2 separate regions of the Sus scrofa genome follow, and region 2 is linked to region 1. Evidence: chromatin contacts called from public HiChIP or PLAC-seq data. All regions are on one chromosome and are shown on one strand. Each heading gives the region's core, a stretch centred on a gene start, on an enhancer-like site or on the middle of the called end of the contact. The rest is flanking DNA. Distances are from core to core; before and after follow the strand shown. Region 1 holds the start of STXBP5 (syntaxin-binding protein 5). Region 2 overlaps LOC102160169 (a long non-coding RNA gene).

Region 1 (3,223 bases), core at 269-2,768:
TTCTGAAAACCCTCTGTAGCTCAAGACCATCTTAGGCAGAGAGTTGTTAGCTTGGGAGCTTGTTCTCTCTTTCCACCTCACCCCTACGAATAAAATTAGTCTTCATGGGTTTCCATCCTTCTTTACGTTTTTTCTTAGTTTCTAAATCCTTCCTAATCAAGTACCTCTTCTTTCCATCCACTTTTCTTTATTGAACTCACTCTCCGGAAATGGTACCCGCAGCTCATATGAATCTCTCTGCCTTTTCAAACTTGAGCCAGACATTTGCCTTCAAGCATCTAACTGAGATTATGACAGTGAAGCAGTGGAAAGGTTTGAGCGAAAACTTCATCCTTCCCTCCCTTGCAAGAGTAGAGAAGTCGCTGGGGTCTACTTAGTGGATAATCAGCATTACCTGGCAGATTGGAGGTTCTGAAAATGAGTGTCCGAGCTGTGTTTACCTCCATTCTCGCTCCCGCCCCCATCTCCGCCCACCGTAGCGTCGGGGCAGATATCCAGCCCTGGGGAGGCTTTCCCTTTGGCAGACCATCCCACTCTAGAAGCTACCGGCCACGGCCACGCTTTCCTCCCTCTGGGTTTATCTCCTTTCCTAGTACCTCTCTAAGTCTGCCATCCTCTTACCACAGACATAACCTTTGTCTAGACGCACTTTTTCGAAATCCAAAGCCAAATCAATCCAAAACAAAGCCCATCAATAAAGCAGCAACAGCGATATTGCAGCCAGTAGCCGGGAGTGTGTACCTCATTAAAGGGTGAGAGCATAAACCCCCGCTTTAATGACCGAATCTGAAATAAAGGTTTCCTGCTACTCGTTAGTCGTCAACATTTTTACTATCCCAGCTGCAGGAGAAGCAGCTGCATCCTCTAGCAGGGCGATTGAGATGGGAGAAATTTAGCCGCGGTCTGGGATTTTCGCAGAGGATAATTTAAGCCCCAGCTCCACTCTGGCGGCGGAGGAGGGGGAGGTGGGTGCGCGCTGCGCGCATGCTCAGGAGCCCCCGTCCGCGGAGGCCCAGCTGCCACCACCGCCGCGGCGGGCGCTGTAACCGCGGCTGCCGCTGCTGCTCGGAGCGGGCGTTGGCGCCGTGTGTCGAGGCGCCCTGTCAGGCGAAAGGGAGCTGCCGGGAGGGAGCGCGGGCGGCGGCGGCGGCGCCTGAAGAGGGCAGCCGGGGCTCAGAAGGAGCGAGGGCGGGCCGATCTAGCGGCGGAGGAGCGAGGCGGAGAGCGCGGGGACCCACCCCGGGCGCCCTGCGTGCGATGCCCGGCGGGCAGAGGCGCTGAGCGGCAGGGAGCCGGCGCGGCGGCCGCGGACCGAGAGCCGGCGACCCCGGGGAGGAGGAGAAAGAGCAGGAGCGGGAGGAAGCGCCGAGGGACTGCGGGGCCCGGGCGGGCGTGGAGCGGCGGGGCCGCGGGCCATGGACGCGGCGGCAGCGGCGGGGGCGAGCCGGGGTGGCGGCGCGGCGCAGAGTAAGCCCGCGGCCAGGTGAGGCTGGGCGGAGCGGGCTCCGGGCGCCGCCGCCACTGCTGTGCCGCCGGGCCGCGGAGCGAGGCGGCGGCGGCGGCGGCTGAAGCGGCGCCACAGCAGCCGCGGCGAACAGCGGCGGCCTCGGAGGAAGAGGGTCGCCGCCCGGGGCTCTGGTGACCGCGGCTCTCTCGTCGTCGCAGTATTTCCTGTCTGGATTATCTTTTGCTTCTCCCCAGCTGCCTCCTTCCCCTCACACTCCCACTCCCTCCCACTCCTCCGCGTCCTCGCTGGAAGCTGCCCTCGGCCCGGGCTCGTCCCCCCTCCACGCCGGGGGACGCTCCTTACCTCCCCTCCCGGGCTGCGGGGGAACCCCGCCGAGACCATGAGGAAATTCAACATCAGGAAGGTGCTGGACGGCCTGACCGCGGGCTCGTCCTCGGCCTCGCAGCAGCAGCAGCAGCAGCACCCGCCTGGGAACCGGGAGCCCGAGATCCAGGAAACGCTCCAGTCCGAGCACTTCCAGCTTTGCAAGGTGAACGGAGCGCGCAGTCCCGCGAAAATTGGGGTCGTTTTAGGGGCAGCTCGGGCTTTACGTGCGGGTGCGAGGTATTGAGCGCCGATAACAATCCTACCTCGAATAAAGGGCTCGCTCGTCTAGCAAACATTTGCTCGGTGAGCTGTGTTGATTGACATCATCTTACTCCTTTTCGTTGATTTTTTACACGTGCAGCAGTCGTCTCAACATTGCTTCTAACCTGTTAAAGTGACCTTTAATTCATATTCTTAGTCTTGTGCCTTTTTATATTTTAGCATTTTAATATCTAATTCACCAACTTCCAAGTTTCTTTTGGGAGCGGTGCCAATTGCATATTGTTTACCAAACAGCCAAGCCTGTTCAACTAGATATTTTGCTTATTACTTTCCCTTTAAAATGTGAAAGGAGGCTTAAGATATGAAATCACAGGGTCCTTCTATCATGGTGTTTGGTTAAAAAGTTAGAACTGTGATTTTTTTTTGCTTGTTAATGGCACGACAACTGTCACAGCAGTCTGTAATTCAGAAAGAATGATGCAGCGAATTAATTCACCAGCTGCTCAATGAGAAATACAAACTTGTGTTGGTCTTAATATCTGCCTTCCTCATAAATACCAGGCGCGTTCCTAAGTCAGAGTTTCTTAAAAGAACGTAATACACTTTTTTGCCCTCGTGTCCTAAAATTACTAAGGATTTAATAGTAAATTGCAAAATATATGCTTTATTTATTTTCATTGTTACACTTGGAAAATGTTGAGATAGATGTTTGCTAACTGCTTTACTGAATCCTTCCCTAAAGTAATTATGACAGCATTTCCTTAGCAGTTCTTGGCATTTGGCATCCAAAGTCATGATGAAGTTTATACGCTTGAAATAAAGCATGAATTGCATTTTAAAATGAATTTACAGAATTTTTGACCACTGCAAACTTTATTAATTTGTTCTCAGGCAGAATAGAATATTAAGAAATTTTCTTCTATAGAATGCCAGTATGATAGAAAAATAGAAATTAAGGTGTAGCACTAAGATAGATTTGGGGGGGGTCACAAATTTGGGGGTGTCAGGTTTAACTTGCATAAGTTTTGTTTAATGTAAATTTCATAGTTTTTTAAAGCAGTGCATGTGTATGTTTTTTGCATCAATTATAGTTGGTTCTAGATTCTAATGCCTCTACTGTTCTTGTTCAAAAATTTTGCTTCCTGCCTTGGTTGCTGTGATGTCACT
Region 2 (3,223 bases), core at 410-2,909, 330 kb before region 1:
ATTTAACTAGACCAGTACCCACAATATACACTTTTGGGTCCTTCCCCCTCAACAGTAGCCACCTGACCCATCTCCGTAAGCCTGTCCTCAGAGCTTTTCACTCCCAGTTTGGGGACATCTTTTAGCACATGGTCTACTATCAGTATTTCTCATGAATCACAATCTTTTAGCATATTTGCCATACATCTGTTTTCGTCCTTCTCAGACTTCATTCATTTAGTCACTCACTCATTCATTTATCAAACATGGCTGAGTTCCTATCTTATATAACATCGTGTCCTGCAAGCCGGGAAGCTCAAGACTACAGTTGGGTTCTAAGCCTCAGCTGACCTTTGTAGTCATCTGAGAATCTTATGCAAAAATACAGATGCTCTGGCTCCACTTACCAGAGAGTCTGATCTAATTATTCTGACCCCTGAGCATCCGTGATTCTTAAAACTCCTTGGGTGATTCTAAAGGGCAGCCAGGACTGCGAACCATGAGAAGACAAGAGCGTGAATAACTCGGGCCAAGATTAAATGGCCAGGATTTCCGCAGATTCAGAGCGTACTCCGGGCAACCACGCCCTTTGCCAACACAACATTCCCCTCCCTGTGATCTCATGCTTCAGCCACAGCTCAGGTGAGTGATGTGTCACATCTGTCACAAACTGAGCGAAGAGAAGGTGACAGAATCATTAGCTTTTTCTCAGCTGAACAAGAACTGATATCACCTTCTTCTAGTGAAAGTGAACAGTGGGAGTTCCCATTGTGGCTCAGTGGTAGGGAACCCCCTAGTACTCATGAGGATGTGGGTTCAATTCCTGACCCCCCACTCAGTGGGTTAAGGATCAGGCCTTTCTGCAAGCTGTGGTGTAGGTTGCAGATGCTGATTGGATCTGGTGTTGCTCTGGTGTAGACCAGTAGCTGCAGCTCCAACTAGATCCCTAGTCTGGAAACTTCCATATGCCATGGGTAAGGCCCTAAAAAGAAAAGGAAAAAGAAAAAAAGAAAGTGCACAGTGGTATGGGAAATTTTGTGCTGCTCAGCCTAGCCAAGTTCAGGAGTCCTAAAACTTTAAAAGAGACAATTTAGAGGAAAGCCTGGCAGCTCTGATAGTCCTATGGCTACATGAGGGCAACAGCTTATACATCTAGGGAGATCACTGCAATTGACAGGAGTAACAAGGGGTTTGTGGAGACTGGAATAAGGGGAAAGACATTTAGAAATCCCTATGGCATGAGGGTCTTTCTGTTTCTGTGATACGATGGGGGCTTAAAGGCAAGAGAATGCTGTATACCTGCCCCCTCAGGTTCCCACAGACACTAAGAAACCCTGCCTGGCCTCTCCTGTCAGAGGAGAGGCTGGCCTGTCCATCCTTCAGTGCACGGCTTTAAGGCAAGAACTAGAGCTGCGTCAGGAAACTCCTGATAATGACCTCTTCTTCCTACAGAAACTGTTTACTGACTGGTGCTCCAGCGGATGCCTTGTGCTAGAGGGTTAAGATTCATTGCTTCTCTCTGTAGAAAATTCCCTTCTGGTGCAGAGAGGAAAGACTAAAAGGGAGAGGTCATCCTAAAATGCAGAGAGCGCCTGGGGCAAGGACAGGTCAGGGAGAGCATCATTTTCCGGTTTTTCCAGCAGGGGGAGCCTCCGACAAGCGCTAGGTGGGGAGGCAGCCCAAGATGATTATGCAACGCCCAGGGCGCATGCTCTGGCCCGGGGACCGCCCCTCCTGCAGATGCTGACGCAGACCTGAGTCCGGGAAGAGAGAGGCACATCTGGGGCCCGGGCGCATTTTCCCAGAGGGGAGGACGAGCTCTCTGGACCTTCCTCCTTCCTTTGAAACCTTGGAAACGGCTCAGTAGTTCTTCTGGTTGACTTGCTGCTATGTACAGCTGTCAGCTGCCTGTGAACCGGGTGACACTAGCTCAGTGCTCCTGTTTGTTTTCCTAAAAGGACTTTCTTTTCTTTCTCCCTCCCTTCCCTTCCCCTCTCCTCCCCTCCCTTCCTTTCCTTTCTTTCACCAAATGATAAAAGTTATTATAGGCAGCTTTTGCCTTCACCGCGCAAGGTTCTTAACGTGCCGTGTGTAGCAATTTCCTGTTCTGCATTTTCTATCCCTTCATTCTGCAGCAAAGGGCGCTACCAGCGCTTTCTCAGACCTCGCTGCAGCGTTAAATACAGCCTGTTTTTGAAAGAGAGGCAGGAAATCGATTACTTCCCAAACTTGCTGAACTTAGCTTGAATTTAGAGAAGGAATAGGAAACTGAATATTGTTTGATTTTCCTCTTTTGTAATCATTTGCATCTTGTTAGTGCTTTATCGTTTAAGGGGTGTGTGTGTGTGGTGTGTGTGTGTGTGTTTAATTTCCCTCCAATGTGTCCATGATCTTTTTTGCTGCCATATTCTAAAGAAAGATACTGGCTAAAGGGAGAGAAAAGGCATTCGTTTCTTTCTAGTAGAGAACTAGGGTTGCTTTCTTCATCTTTTTCCTTTTTTAATTATGTCACAAAGGGAAATTACAAAAATATTTTTAAAAGAAAAATAAGAAGGGAGTCCCCACTGTGGATTCAGCAGCAGGTTAAGGATAGCAGCAGGTTAAGGATCCCATGTCGTCTCTGTGGTGGCCGGGCTTCAGTCCCTGGCCCAGGGAACTTCTATATGTCGTGGGTAAGGCAAAAAAAAAAAAAAAAAAAAGTCCAAGCCAAACATGTTAATTGTAGAAAATTAGAAAAATACAGATCTGGAAATAAAGAGAATAAAATAATACCCTACCCTAGAGATAAATGTTGTCATTTAATTTAGTGTATGAACTAATGGCCTTTCCCCCCTAATGTTGGATATGCTTCCTACAAAGTGTTATAATGTACACATCGGTTAAAAATCTGTTGTTTTCCTCATTTAATATAATGTGACCATGTTTAATACCTGAGTAGACTTTTTTTTTAAACGGCTGCACCTATAGCATATGGAAATTCCCAGGCTAGAGGTCAAATCAGAGCTGCAGCTGCCAGCCTACACCACAGCTAAAGCAATGCCAGGTGGGAGTCGCATCCGTGACCTACATTAAAGCCTGCAGCAACCCACATCCTTAACCCACTGAGCAAGGCCAGGGATGGAACCCGCATCCTCACAGAGGCTTTGTCAGGTTCTTACCTGCCAAGCCAGAATGGGAACTCCCTGCATAGTATTCTTATCACATATCATATAAATATAGCATAATGCATTCAGTTAATCCCTTA

Evidence for each region. HiChIP or PLAC-seq counts read pairs in DNA pulled down with a chosen protein or histone mark.
Region 2: an H3K27ac HiChIP or PLAC-seq map of alveolar macrophages shows a contact between it and region 1. The contact joins the enhancer-like site here to the promoter of STXBP5 in region 1. A contact is called at or near these places in 1 of 5 promoter capture datasets (liver), 6 of 47 Hi-C or Micro-C datasets (embryonic fibroblasts, fetal heart ventricle, heart right ventricle and 3 more) and 2 of 2 datasets of contacts at active chromatin or transcription factors (alveolar macrophages and skeletal muscle).

The regions. Positions count from the first base shown.
Region 1 is chr1:18,511,045-18,514,267 of Sscrofa11.1, reverse strand. STXBP5 (syntaxin-binding protein 5) reads left to right here and starts at 1,518. Exons shown (of 28, transcript XM_003480238.4): 1 at 1,518-1,997. The coding sequence starts at 1,848. It overlaps LOC102160169 (a long non-coding RNA gene), which reads right to left and starts at 921. Exons shown (of 6, transcript XR_002338312.1): 1 at 395-921.
Region 2 is chr1:18,844,992-18,848,214 of Sscrofa11.1, reverse strand. All of the region lies in intron 5 of LOC102160169 (a long non-coding RNA gene), which reads right to left. Among named protein-coding and RNA genes, the nearest start is that of ADGB, 180 kb to the left of the region's middle. Within about 2 kb of position 1,659, at least 69 of the 83 cell types and tissues checked have an H3K27ac peak or open chromatin away from gene starts, as enhancers often do. A contact at or near this core is called in alveolar macrophages, embryonic fibroblasts, liver and 3 more, where this site is marked.